Regions from separate parts of the Sus scrofa genome. Here region 2 is linked to region 1. The links are chromatin contacts, called in public Hi-C maps. All regions are on one chromosome and are shown on one strand. The core of a region is the stretch at or near the end of the contact, and the rest is flanking DNA. Distances in the headings are between cores, read along the strand shown. Region 1 overlaps DACH1 (dachshund homolog 1). Region 2 holds the start of DACH1 (dachshund homolog 1).

What was found. A called contact is a pair of places that touch in the nucleus more often than the background predicts.
Region 2: a Hi-C map of subcutaneous adipose tissue shows a contact between it and region 1, with 2.0 times the contacts expected there. The contact joins the promoter of DACH1 here to the enhancer-like site in region 1. A contact is called at or near these places in 3 of 5 promoter capture datasets (fetal liver and liver), 8 of 47 Hi-C or Micro-C datasets (embryonic fibroblasts, heart right ventricle, mesenteric adipose tissue and 3 more) and 1 of 2 datasets of contacts at active chromatin or transcription factors (skeletal muscle).

What each region holds. Positions count from the first base shown.
Region 1 is chr11:43,922,937-43,928,601 of Sscrofa11.1, reverse strand. The region is part of intron 3 of DACH1 (dachshund homolog 1); the gene reads left to right. Among named protein-coding and RNA genes, the nearest start is that of DACH1, 260 kb to the left of the region's middle. Within about 2 kb of position 2,766, at least 13 of the 83 cell types and tissues checked have an H3K27ac peak or open chromatin away from gene starts, as enhancers often do. A contact at or near this core is called in subcutaneous adipose tissue, where this site is marked.
Region 2 is chr11:44,185,440-44,190,967 of Sscrofa11.1, reverse strand. It overlaps DACH1 (dachshund homolog 1), which reads left to right and starts at 3,202. Exons shown (of 11, transcript XM_001924267.6): 1 at 3,202-4,190. The coding sequence starts at 3,346. It overlaps LOC106505309 (a long non-coding RNA gene), which reads right to left and starts at 4,581. Exons shown (of 3, transcript XR_002336559.1): 1 at 4,383-4,581.

The sequences.
Region 1 (5,665 bases), core at 1,517-4,016:
CTCTCTCTCTCAGATATGTATCTTAATGCCTGTGATGCATTAAGCATAATTGCAAATACGATCATCCTATCGGATTAGGACGTCATTTATTTTGATACCAAAAGAAGAGTTAGCACCCCTGTAAACTAGCAAAGGAAGTGGGTGCTAAGTTGGAGGAACACCATTATTGATCGTTGTGTCTGAAAATGGAGCCTCAGTGATAGATGTTTCACTTCTGCCAGACCATCACAGAATAGCTACAGAGTGCTACCAGACAGTGAAGACGTAGTGTTTAAGTTATTCACTTTGGTACATCATACTTTGTCTTCATCAGCAATGTTCAAAAATCACTTTCACTTACATAGAGTGAGAATCTGGAAGACGATTTCTGTCTTCTTCCTATCACCATATTCCTTTCTAGACTCTGCATGGGGAAAGAAAGGGACATTGTAACTCATTTTCTTCATTGATGAAAGTGGAATTTAGAGTTGGGTGAAGAGAGTAAATCAAATCTTAATTTTTCAAATGTCATAAAACATCTGTCTCAAATACTCTGAGCCAACTTTTTCATGGGAAAATATCCTTGATAAAAACTTAAGAATATTATATGAATATAATTTATTATATGGAAAGGAATCAATTTCTAATATCCACACTATAAAATAATATTTTTTCATGTTTAATATATTCAAAAAACTATGTTCACATTTATACTATGCCAAATGTTTTAATTCTTTGAATTTTAAAATATTTCTAATTACTGATCTTGTTGAGATTTAGGAGAGATTTCTCTTACCCAGATGTTTTCTTTGGCATTAAAACTCACGTCGTATTTTATTTATTTCTTTCAAAAATGAACATCAAATTGCATTAAAATAGTGTATGATTCCAAAGAGAGAATATATCCTTAATATGAAGAATATGTTGAAGCTGCAGAAGTTTAGTATTTTTAATATGCAATTATTGATTCAAGGAACTAAATACATTAAACATATAAAACATTAAATTCTTTTAATATATGGATTTTTTAATCTATGGATTTTTCTTGAACTGTTTCATGTAAATCAGGACTTTTATCAAATCAAATTTTAAATCAATCCACTACTGAGGTAACATTTTAATATAATGCTTTCGATTAAAGTGAGACACATCTATAATGGTTCTGGAATTCAGGCCGTTTTGCATAAATGCTGCTTCATACATGTCTGTATTTATAGACTACTTTGCCAATGGGGGGGGGACCTAAATGAGATCAAAGAAAGTATTTCTGTTTACTATTTTGATTAAACTACTAGTAGGCAAAATAACTCCTTTGAAAGTCCCTTTGTTTTGACTTATTAGCAGGATGTGAGGTTAGAGATGATAAGATAATGCCTTTGATGTAGGAGGAGTTAAGTGAGTGCCATTTGACACCTGGCTTCTGTAAGGTGTGGAGTTTTTAACTGGCTGAGGTAACTTCTGCATAGATACCAAGAATCAAGCTGGGACAAAATATGTTTTTATTTTTCTGTTTTATTTATAGCACTTTGATTAGTCTTAATTCATAAAAGCTCCCAAATTACTGGAAACTATAAAAACAGAGTCCCAGCACTTGGATATTTTACTTTTCCAAAGTAGTGTTTAATAGTTTGGCCTTATGAGAAACTGTCCATTCTTCTGAGTTCATAGATGACAAAGTTGGTAGAGTTACTATCAGTGTTCTGTCTTCATGGTTCTGTTAGACCTATTGAATATCAAAGAAGTTAAGTTCCACTGTGGAAGTTTAAAGATTTACCTTGTTTATGTTATTTGTCTTTTAGAATATTTAGTTCATTTTTAACATAGTAATCATTTGATTCGATGTTCCTCAATTCAGTAAGTATGTTATGGTAACTCTGCATTCAGGTTTTTAAGGTGTTATTTGAAATATAAAATAAATGAAAAATTAACCAATTTGAAAATAAAATTTGAAAATATCAATAATTACTGAAGATTGTTAAAGTACATGAAGCGGCTTTATTTTGCATTTTGCTACTCATTGAATATGCTAGCATAAAACTTTATAAGTAGAATTTTCAAAAATATATTCATTACTTTAGACAACTTTGTAAACTTATATCAACTTTCTCATAATCTGACATAATAGCTTAACTGGAAGATACCAGACATATCATCTCCATAGCTATATTTGACATTGATCAAAATATCGATATTTTCAAAGTTACTCTCAAATTCTTTTGAAAATACAAGTAGGTTTTCATTGGCTTTCATCATAAAGAAACAGCACATAATGTTCAAAATTGTATTTACTTTGGGCATAATATATATACATATCACATATATAATTTAGTTTGATTAAAACATAAATTTTGGACTAGTGTATCATTTCCAACATACAGTAGGCAATTTGTATAAAATGTTAACTGTAATAACTTTTATCCCATTTATAACTGGCCAACATATAGCATTTTAAAAGTGAACATTTGTGTAAACCAGACACTATCCTATTTTAGACTTTGCCTGAAACACAGAAAGGAGAACAAGTTATATGATTCTTAACAGGAATTCTTTAGCTCCACTATCACAGTTTTGCAGAGAGGTGCTTTCTGTTCCTAAAATAAACATTGAAAGTGGCGATGCCCAGCCCAGCCACTCAATGCACACATTTAACACTCACCAGGAGGGAAGTTTGGTGAGCTGAGCCCGCTAAGTTTTAGATCTCAGAAGGGGCTTTACACCCTGTGGTGTAGGCGCACTTCTTTCAGGGGAAAGTATGCCATTAAAATACTGCCCTCTTGCAGTGACTTTAAACCAGTGGCTGGAATTGTTTTTAGTCACCACACAGCATGATAAGCATTTTGGTATTTTCCTGGAGTCATTTACCATTTGTATACAGGTTACCATGGGGGAGGAAATCAGTTTCTTCGTGACAAGTACTATCGATTTAAATTCAGTATGTCAAAAATTATTTTCAGCTTTTGCCGTAAAAAGCAACTGTTGTGCCATGATAACTACACACATCTTTATCTACCCACTTATTTAGAAAACAAAAATGAAACTGAATTGTAGATGAAAATGTACTAAGTTAAGCAAAGAGAGACTGATCTTAACTTTTGTCAATTTGATAGCCAGTTGCATAGATGCTATTGATGATTCACTGTGAGTAGAAAGAAAGCATGTAATAGGATAAAATATATTTTACTAGTTAAAAATATTCAAAGAGCTTATTTTGACATCATGGAAACACATCCTCCATGAAAACACTGTGCGTTGTGTTATTAACTCACAGCATATGATCTCCATTTCTGCCTCCTGAGATTTCTGCCCCCGCACCCCCCCTCAAAGAAACAGTGTGGACTCACACGTTTATTATATTAATTAGAAATCACTACCTAATATAATTATTCTGGCAAGCACATGGTGAGTACTGAAAATATTATTGACAGAATTTCTCCATTTAACTCCAGTGTTAAAAAGATTTGCATGTCTAAAACTGCCTTGATTAGATATTGTTTTTTGACGACTCCGCTCAGTGTTTTGCTATATGCACATTAAGCATGAAGACTTTTAGCACGTCTGAAGTAACATCTGCTCTGTCTTTTTGTTGCTGGGTTCATGGTATAATTAGCTCTATATTTCACCAAATACAATTTTGCTCCCATGGCGGACAAAGCAGCATGAAGAAAACATAAATAATTGCAGATTAGAGAAACAGAAGGCAAAGTGGGTGTAGATGGCTTTGATAAAAAAGGGTTAAGGAGAATAGAAGGTCAGCTCATTATTAAGAAAAAAGGGAGGCAGTTAAAATTAGATATGGTCTTTGTAATTAAAGAAAATACACAGATTCTTCTTTGAACAATGTTTCCTATCTGGCCAAATAGTTTAGTGACTTGCAATGTTGTAGTTAGTTTCATATTTATTTAGAAAACACTTTGAGAAATATTCATGCTTCCATACACAAAATGAAATTTAGTTACTAGAGGGAATCTTGAGACGATGTAGGAGGCTGCGTGTTGTTTCCCAGGGTGTAAAGCACACTTTTTTTGATAGTACCACTTTTACAGACTCACTAGCTCAGGGAAACCTGCTCGTTAGGTTTCTGTAGCTGATAATCCAATTTCTCTGTGCCTTCCAGTAACTATTAGTCAGTATATTTGCATGAGCTAGCAGTATTCCCTTTATATTAGATTCATGTTAAATTTGGGACAATCTGCTATAAGAAATATCTGGCTATTTCTCACTGTTTATCATTATCCAAATTCTATAAAATAATATTATGTAATTTACACAAAATACACCAAAGAGCCAAAGATTGATATTGTGGCAGCTGACAACACAATTTGTTGTTCAGTTTTTTAAAATATGCTATGGGATTGGTGATTACATTAGCTTCATAGGTGTGAAAGGCCATTTTCCTCATCTTTTACTTTTAGACCACGAACCATGAAGCATTTTGAAGTGATAATAGACCATCCATTTGATACAGTCCTCAGAAGTCTTTATAACATAGCGATAATGTTTTGGTTTGGTTTTGTTTAGAAAAAAAGATGGATGAAGGAGTTTGTGCTCTCACTAGTATTCACCCAATGGTATAAAATATGTGAAAATATCAAAACCTATTTCCCATTCTATTCTATCTCTGAAGCATAAAATTCATATTTGAATTGTTTTGAACAATTAGACAAATAAAAAAATCCAGAAAGCAAAACAAAGTTAGTAATAAATTACTATGTCATATGATTTTGAAGGACTGTTTAAAAGATAACTGTGTAATGCAACATACACAATTTAAAAAAGAATATATTCTTCTCATGATGTGTTTTCCTGTGGACAAAAGTGAGACTAAACATTTCTATTCTAATGTTGTTCACCTAGATGGCCAACTTATCAGATAAAGCCAGGGAGACTTTGTCATCTCCCTGTGGATTCCAGAAGTTCTTACCAGCTTGCTTTAGGCAGGCCAAAAGGTTGTAAAGGGGCAGAGGCACTTGTAAAGAAACTATTTGCAGAAGAAGATTGCCATGAAATAACACTATCTCATTTGCCTACTAGTTCTTTGAACTGTGTTGGATTAATAGAGAATATAAAGGTAAATCCTACTTTGGAATTTATGTGATGATTTAAATTGGATTTTTCCTGGAGTCATGAAATCTGAGTCAGAGGGGTCATATAATTCAGCTAGTTCAGGGCTTTTCAATCTTAACTGCAATTAGAATCTTCTGGGATCTTAAAACAAAACAAAAACTGAAACTAAAACAAAACAAAACAAAAAACCTGGACTTCTTTCAAACCATCAAGATCGTAATCTCTTAAGAGTAGGATTCTGTGTACTGGTATTTTTTTTTTTTTTTCAAGTTCCAGGTGATTCCAATAAAAACGTAGTTTTGAGAACTACTGAATTCTAGTCTAATTTAACTTTTCACCATTTGAGATTCTTTTACATGTTTTTGTCAATATAAACTTGAAAACCATATCCATTACAGAATTCCATTTGTGGAAATATTTTGCTATTAGAAAGTGTTTATATGATTTATGCACAGTAAACACTCTGAATGTAACATTCCTTTAGATATTGAAAGAAACTATAACAGATCCTCAATTTTTAGTCTGCTCCTTTTCTAGCTATTTTCTGTATGACATATTTTCCTGGATCTTCATTTTATGGCATCATAATTGTAAGTGCAAGAAAGTAAAATCATGTGGAAAG
Region 2 (5,528 bases), core at 1,953-4,452, 260 kb before region 1:
AGGAGGGGGCAGAGGGAGGGAAGAAAATACCTTCCCTGAACTGGTACAAGCTCAGCTTCAAACGATATCCTAGGAAAGAAATTAAAGACTTCTTAATTAGTGCAGCAATTAAGCTTTCTTGGTAGCATTTTAATCAGCACAGGCCCTATCAAAGGACAAACAGAACGATTTGCAGGTCTTTGAATTTTAAACAGTCTTATTGATTTCAGCACAATACATCTTCACAACACACAGGGAGAATTTTCTAATATCAGTTACAGTACTTTGAGTTTTGCTTATGCAAATTGAGTGCAGGTTGGAGAAGAGGAGCTGGAAGGAGAGGACCTGAAACTACCAGAGATGTAAAACAATAAACAAACAAGACAAAAGCTTTGAAAGCAAATGATGTGATGGAAAGAGTGGGAATTTGAAATCTGTGCTGTTCTTTATCTGCTGTTAAATACTGTTTGCCTTAATCATTGGTAATCTTTCTTGAAAAAAAAAAAAAAGGAGAGAAAAGAAATTTTAAAATTTTCCAGGTTTTTCTTTCCTATAGATTTTAATTTGCATTATATATTTTTTCTAATCCTATTGTTTGATCAAAGAGGTGAGTAGTTTCTAAAAAAAAAAAAAATGTTTAGGGATGTGAGATGGAGGGGGAGGGGGAGGAAGCTCCCATTTAGGTGTGTGTAGGGGGAATGCCCCAAGCCCTGCTTTTGAAAGGAGCAAGTGCTGAAAGGGCAGGCTTCCCTGCAGAAAATTTGGAGTTTGCTTTGAAGCTAGGTGGGATAATGGTTTGGTCTGCTATCATTACTTCCTGTCCCTGGCTTCTGAATGTGGCAGGTATGGGATGAGTGACAGTTAAAGGAAATATGAAGAATGAGAATGCTAAGGGTCGATTTAAGACATTGAATCCCCCCCCTTTTTTTTTCATTTGTGGGTAGAATTTATGAAGAAGTTAGTTTAACATTTTTAAAACCACAGCAGAGTTTATTAAAGTTCTACATGCAATTCGAAAATAAAATCAGTTTCTTAGGGCTTAATATCTTCTCCTCACCTCCACTCTTTAACATAGCAGGTTGACATTTTTTAAAAAAGGCGATATCGTCCAATACAGACATAAACATTTAAAGAAGTGTTCTGATGTATGTGATGTATATCCAGTCCTTATTTTTAACTGAAGTCAGATAAGAGGAGTGAAAATGAATATACATTATTTCTGGATATGTTAAAATACATTGGCTAACTAGGTAAAACAGCTGCATAAACTTTAGCTATCTTTGCAGAAGTTAATCTACTTTTTGGTAACAATCAATTTTCTGAGTTCTTCTGACCCAGGAAAGCTTCCTGATATAACTTCTATGCCCCCAAAAGTTTAGTATAAACTTAGACAAATTAGTCAATAGTGCCATATTTCTCTATAAATACTTCCTGCAACTTTTGGCACTCAACTTCAAAAAGGTTAAAGGATAAAAATGATAAAAAGAAATGTGAGAATAATTTCAACACTACACTGTGATCCTGGTCCTAATAATTTATTTTTAAAATCTGTCAAATGCTAAAGCATTGTTTCTATCTTGTGGAGTTGATGAATATGTGCAGACAGGTTTAAAGCCCAATTATTTAAGAATCCTAGAGATACAAACAGAGAACAGACTTGACCTATGGTCAAAAATCCTTGAATAAATAGTACCTTCATGCAACAAGTTAGAAAGGGGAAGAAAAGGAGAGAGAAAGGCAAAGAGGAAGAGAGTGAGTCTCAACCCAGCTTCATGAGGTTTTTAAGCATAGCTATCCGTTCTGCCTTTACAAGTGAACTAGTGAGCTTTGTTTGTGTTCTTTTCATTATTTACAAAACATATTTTTTACTGACAAACTGAGAAGGACCTTCCCAGAATACACTGTTACTTTTCAAATACAATATATACATCTATGTATTGTTATTCACATATCACATTAGCAACTAGCCTTGGGTCTTAAAGGACTTGAGGATTGTTGGTGTCTGTGCAAGACAGGTGAATTAGTTATGGAGTTAGGGAAGAAAAAATTAGGATGTTCTTTTTTCCCCTCCCCACTTTCTAAACCTTCGAGGGTGCCTGATCTCGAATTCTCCCAGTATAATAGACATTTCTGACCTGGCTTTGGGGCAAAAATGAAGTTATTCCGAATCATCCACATCATGGCAAGCATTTCTTTCTTTCCACAATTAGGAAATAAGGAATTGAATAGAGAGCACTCCATTATTCTTAAGCGATTTCAGACTGACTTTTCCCCCACAACTTGAAAACTCTCCTGGCGTTTTCACTATCTTTAAATAAATAATTGAATCGACAGAGAAAATAACCAGACGCATGAAACATACGCTTTGCTTCCATATGGATTTTCCTCAAAATAATTTCTTACTAATCATGAAGTGAGAGTATGTCTTTTCATTTATATCTCATTGCAAAAGCGAGCGGAGACACATCCTAAATCCTTGAAGGAGAGCTCGGAGCGCTCTGGCTCCCTTTAAGTTGGCAGCCGATTGGTTTGAAGGTTTTGGGAAAAAATTACCGGTCTTCGAGGACAAAGTGGAGTATTAAGACCGAGAATCTAGCGGTAGTAGAAGAGAAGATCTCCCTCCGCTTTTCCGATCGCCACTTGCGTGCCCCGGCTTTTCCTCTCCGTCCCTCCCTTAGTTTCTTTCCTTATCCTCCCCCTCCCCTCCTCCTTTTCTTGTTCACTCGCTTTCCCTGGGTCTCGCGCTCTCGGAGTCTCTGCTCCGAGTTCCTGGTTGGATAATTTGGGTTAATACTAGTGAGTGAGGTTTTTGCGGCTTCAAAGGGTATTTCAAGTTTCCGGAGCTCCTCCCCTCTGCACCGTGTGACAACAACAACTCGTCCAGCCGGCAGCCTGCACTTTTCAGCTCATTTTCTCTCTGTCATTCCCCTCTCAATCTTTGATCAATGTACTTGCCAGGGAGAACCCAAGTCCTTCAAACCTCCTCCTTTTCACCTTCATCCTTAACTTTGTGCTAGAGCGGGACCCACACAACAACAGCCGACCCTCCCCGCCCCCGCCCCCACCCCCCCACACCAGCCCCCGATCCCAGCCCCCGGAGAGGACTCGCATTTCGACTTGCGGGACACTTTTGTGCGTTTCTCTCCAGAGCGCCTCTCGCGCTCGCCCCTCCTGCGCTCGCTCTTTCTTACCCTCACCTCCTTTTTCTTCCCTTCTCTCCCCTTCGCCTCCTCGTCCTCTCCCAGAGTTGTTGTTGTTGTTGTCCCCTAGCTCCTTCTCCCCCCCTTTTTCCCCCTTGCCCTCCCCGGGGTGTGTGGCAACTTTTCCCCTCGCTTCTCCTCCTTCTGTTTCCCCTTATATGTGACCATGGCAGTGCCGGCGGCTTTGATCCCTCCGACCCAGCTGGTCCCCCCTCAACCCCCGATCTCCACGTCTGCTTCCTCCTCCGGCACCACCACCTCCCCCTCCTCGGCGACCTCGTCTCCGGCTCCGTCCATCGGGCCCCCGGCGTCCTCAGGGCCAACTCTGTTCCGGCCGGAGCCCATCGCTTCGGCGGCGGCGGCGGCCACAGTCACCTCCACCGGTGGCGGCGGCGGCAGCGGAGGCGGCGGCGGCAGCGCGGGCAACGGAGGCGGCGGCGGCGGCGGTGGCGGCGGCGGCGGCGGCGGTGGCGGCAGCAACTGCAACCCCAGCCTCGCGACCGCGAGCGGCGGCGGCGGCGGCATTAGCGCTGGCGGCGGCGGCGCCTCCAGCACCCCCATCAACGCGAGCACCGGCAGCAGCAGCAGCAGCAGCAGTAGTAGCAGCAGCAGCAGCAGCAGTAGCAGCAGCAGCAGCAGTAGCAGCAGCAGCTGCGGCCCCCTCCCCGGGAAACCCGTGTACTCGACCCCGTCCCCAGTGGAAAACACCCCCCAGAATAATGAGTGCAAAATGGTGGATCTGAGGGGGGCCAAAGTGGCTTCCTTCACAGTGGAGGGCTGCGAGCTGATCTGCCTGCCCCAGGCTTTCGACCTGTTCCTGAAGCACTTGGTGGGGGGCTTGCACACGGTCTACACCAAGCTGAAGCGGCTGGAGATCACGCCGGTGGTGTGCAATGTGGAACAGGTTCGCATCTTGAGGGGACTGGGCGCCATCCAGCCCGGAGTGAACCGCTGCAAACTCATCTCCAGGAAGGACTTCGAGACCCTCTACAATGACTGCACCAACGCAAGGTAAAGTGCGGGGGGCAGCCTCCGCCGCCCGAGGTCCCTTCCCACCCGCCTCCTCGCCCTTTCCTCGCTCCCTTCCCCGCGCCGCTCGCTCCGCGCGCCCGCGAGCCGCGCGCCCCGGCGAGCGCGGCCCTCTCGTCCCTTTCCTCGGGGCTCTGCGGCCGCTCCCGACCCTCAGAGAAGTTGGCACCTCACCCTGCCCAGATCTCGCTCTTCCGGCCGGGTCCGCCCCTTGCTCTCCAGGGCGCCGGGGCTCGAGTGCTGTGGCACGCGGAAACCCCAAGCTTCGGGGCCGAGGGAGCGGGAAGGAGGAGGATGATGCCTTTCCAGGGGCCACCGCGCCCTTCCTGGGCCACGCTGGCGTCTGGGGACACTTCTCCGCGCGGCTGCCCATGTACGCTCCCTGGGACCAGGGTTTCACCGAGGGGCACCCGCGGGGCTGCTCCGAGGCTCCAGGCGGCGTCCCGGGGGCGGAGGGAGGTCGTGACCCTTCTCGGTAGGGTTCGGGGAGCGGGAAGATGCCCTCCCGATGGGGGCCCCGCGAGGTAGCTTAGGGAATGGGTTGCTTGGAGGTCGGGAAGGGGACGGCCCCAGAGGCCGGGAAGCCGGGGCTATCCCAAGGGACCCGCTCGGAGTTCAGCCTCAAAGCCCCAAGGGCCAGCCCGCGGAGGGGAGGGGTCTGTGTGTGCGCGCATTTGTGCGTGTGTCCGCGTGTGAGTCTGTGCGTGTGCAAAGAAGATAAGGGGATACGTTTGCCCCGGGGCAGACGCGAGGGGACTCGCAGGGTTCCCTCTATAGGGGGAGGTGAGCGGGTGACTGAGCCTCTTGGAAGCTGAACTGGAGAGATGGGAAAGGAAGACCACATCTCGCTCTCTAGCTCTCTCTCCAAACTGTTCTTTCTTGTCTTTTTCTTTTCTTCTTTTTTTTCTTTTTTTAAGGTTAGTAGCTCACGCAATGAGCAGGTGCAGGTTTGCACTGGAATGTTCTGTGGACCTGAACACCCGGTGCCGTGGCTTCCGCAGCCCGGCAAAGCGCGCGAACCTTGGAGGCCGCGGAACCCGGAGCCCGGCCAGACCAGTTTTATGCTAATGAACGCTCACTGGGGGAGGATCTACCGAGAGGGGGCGGGAGTGGGGTAACTTTTCAGTTTCGGGGTAGAAGTGATCATTCCACTGGCGCTGATGGTTCCGTCTTGTCCCCACTGTTGGCCTCAGAGGGAAAAGTTCAGAGATGCCGGGTAAAAGCGAGTAGGGAAAGTTGGAGACTAGAAGTGAGCGCGTGGGAACTGCGCGCAAAATTTGTGCGGAGACCTCTGTACCCTCCTAATAGGTTTAAAGATCA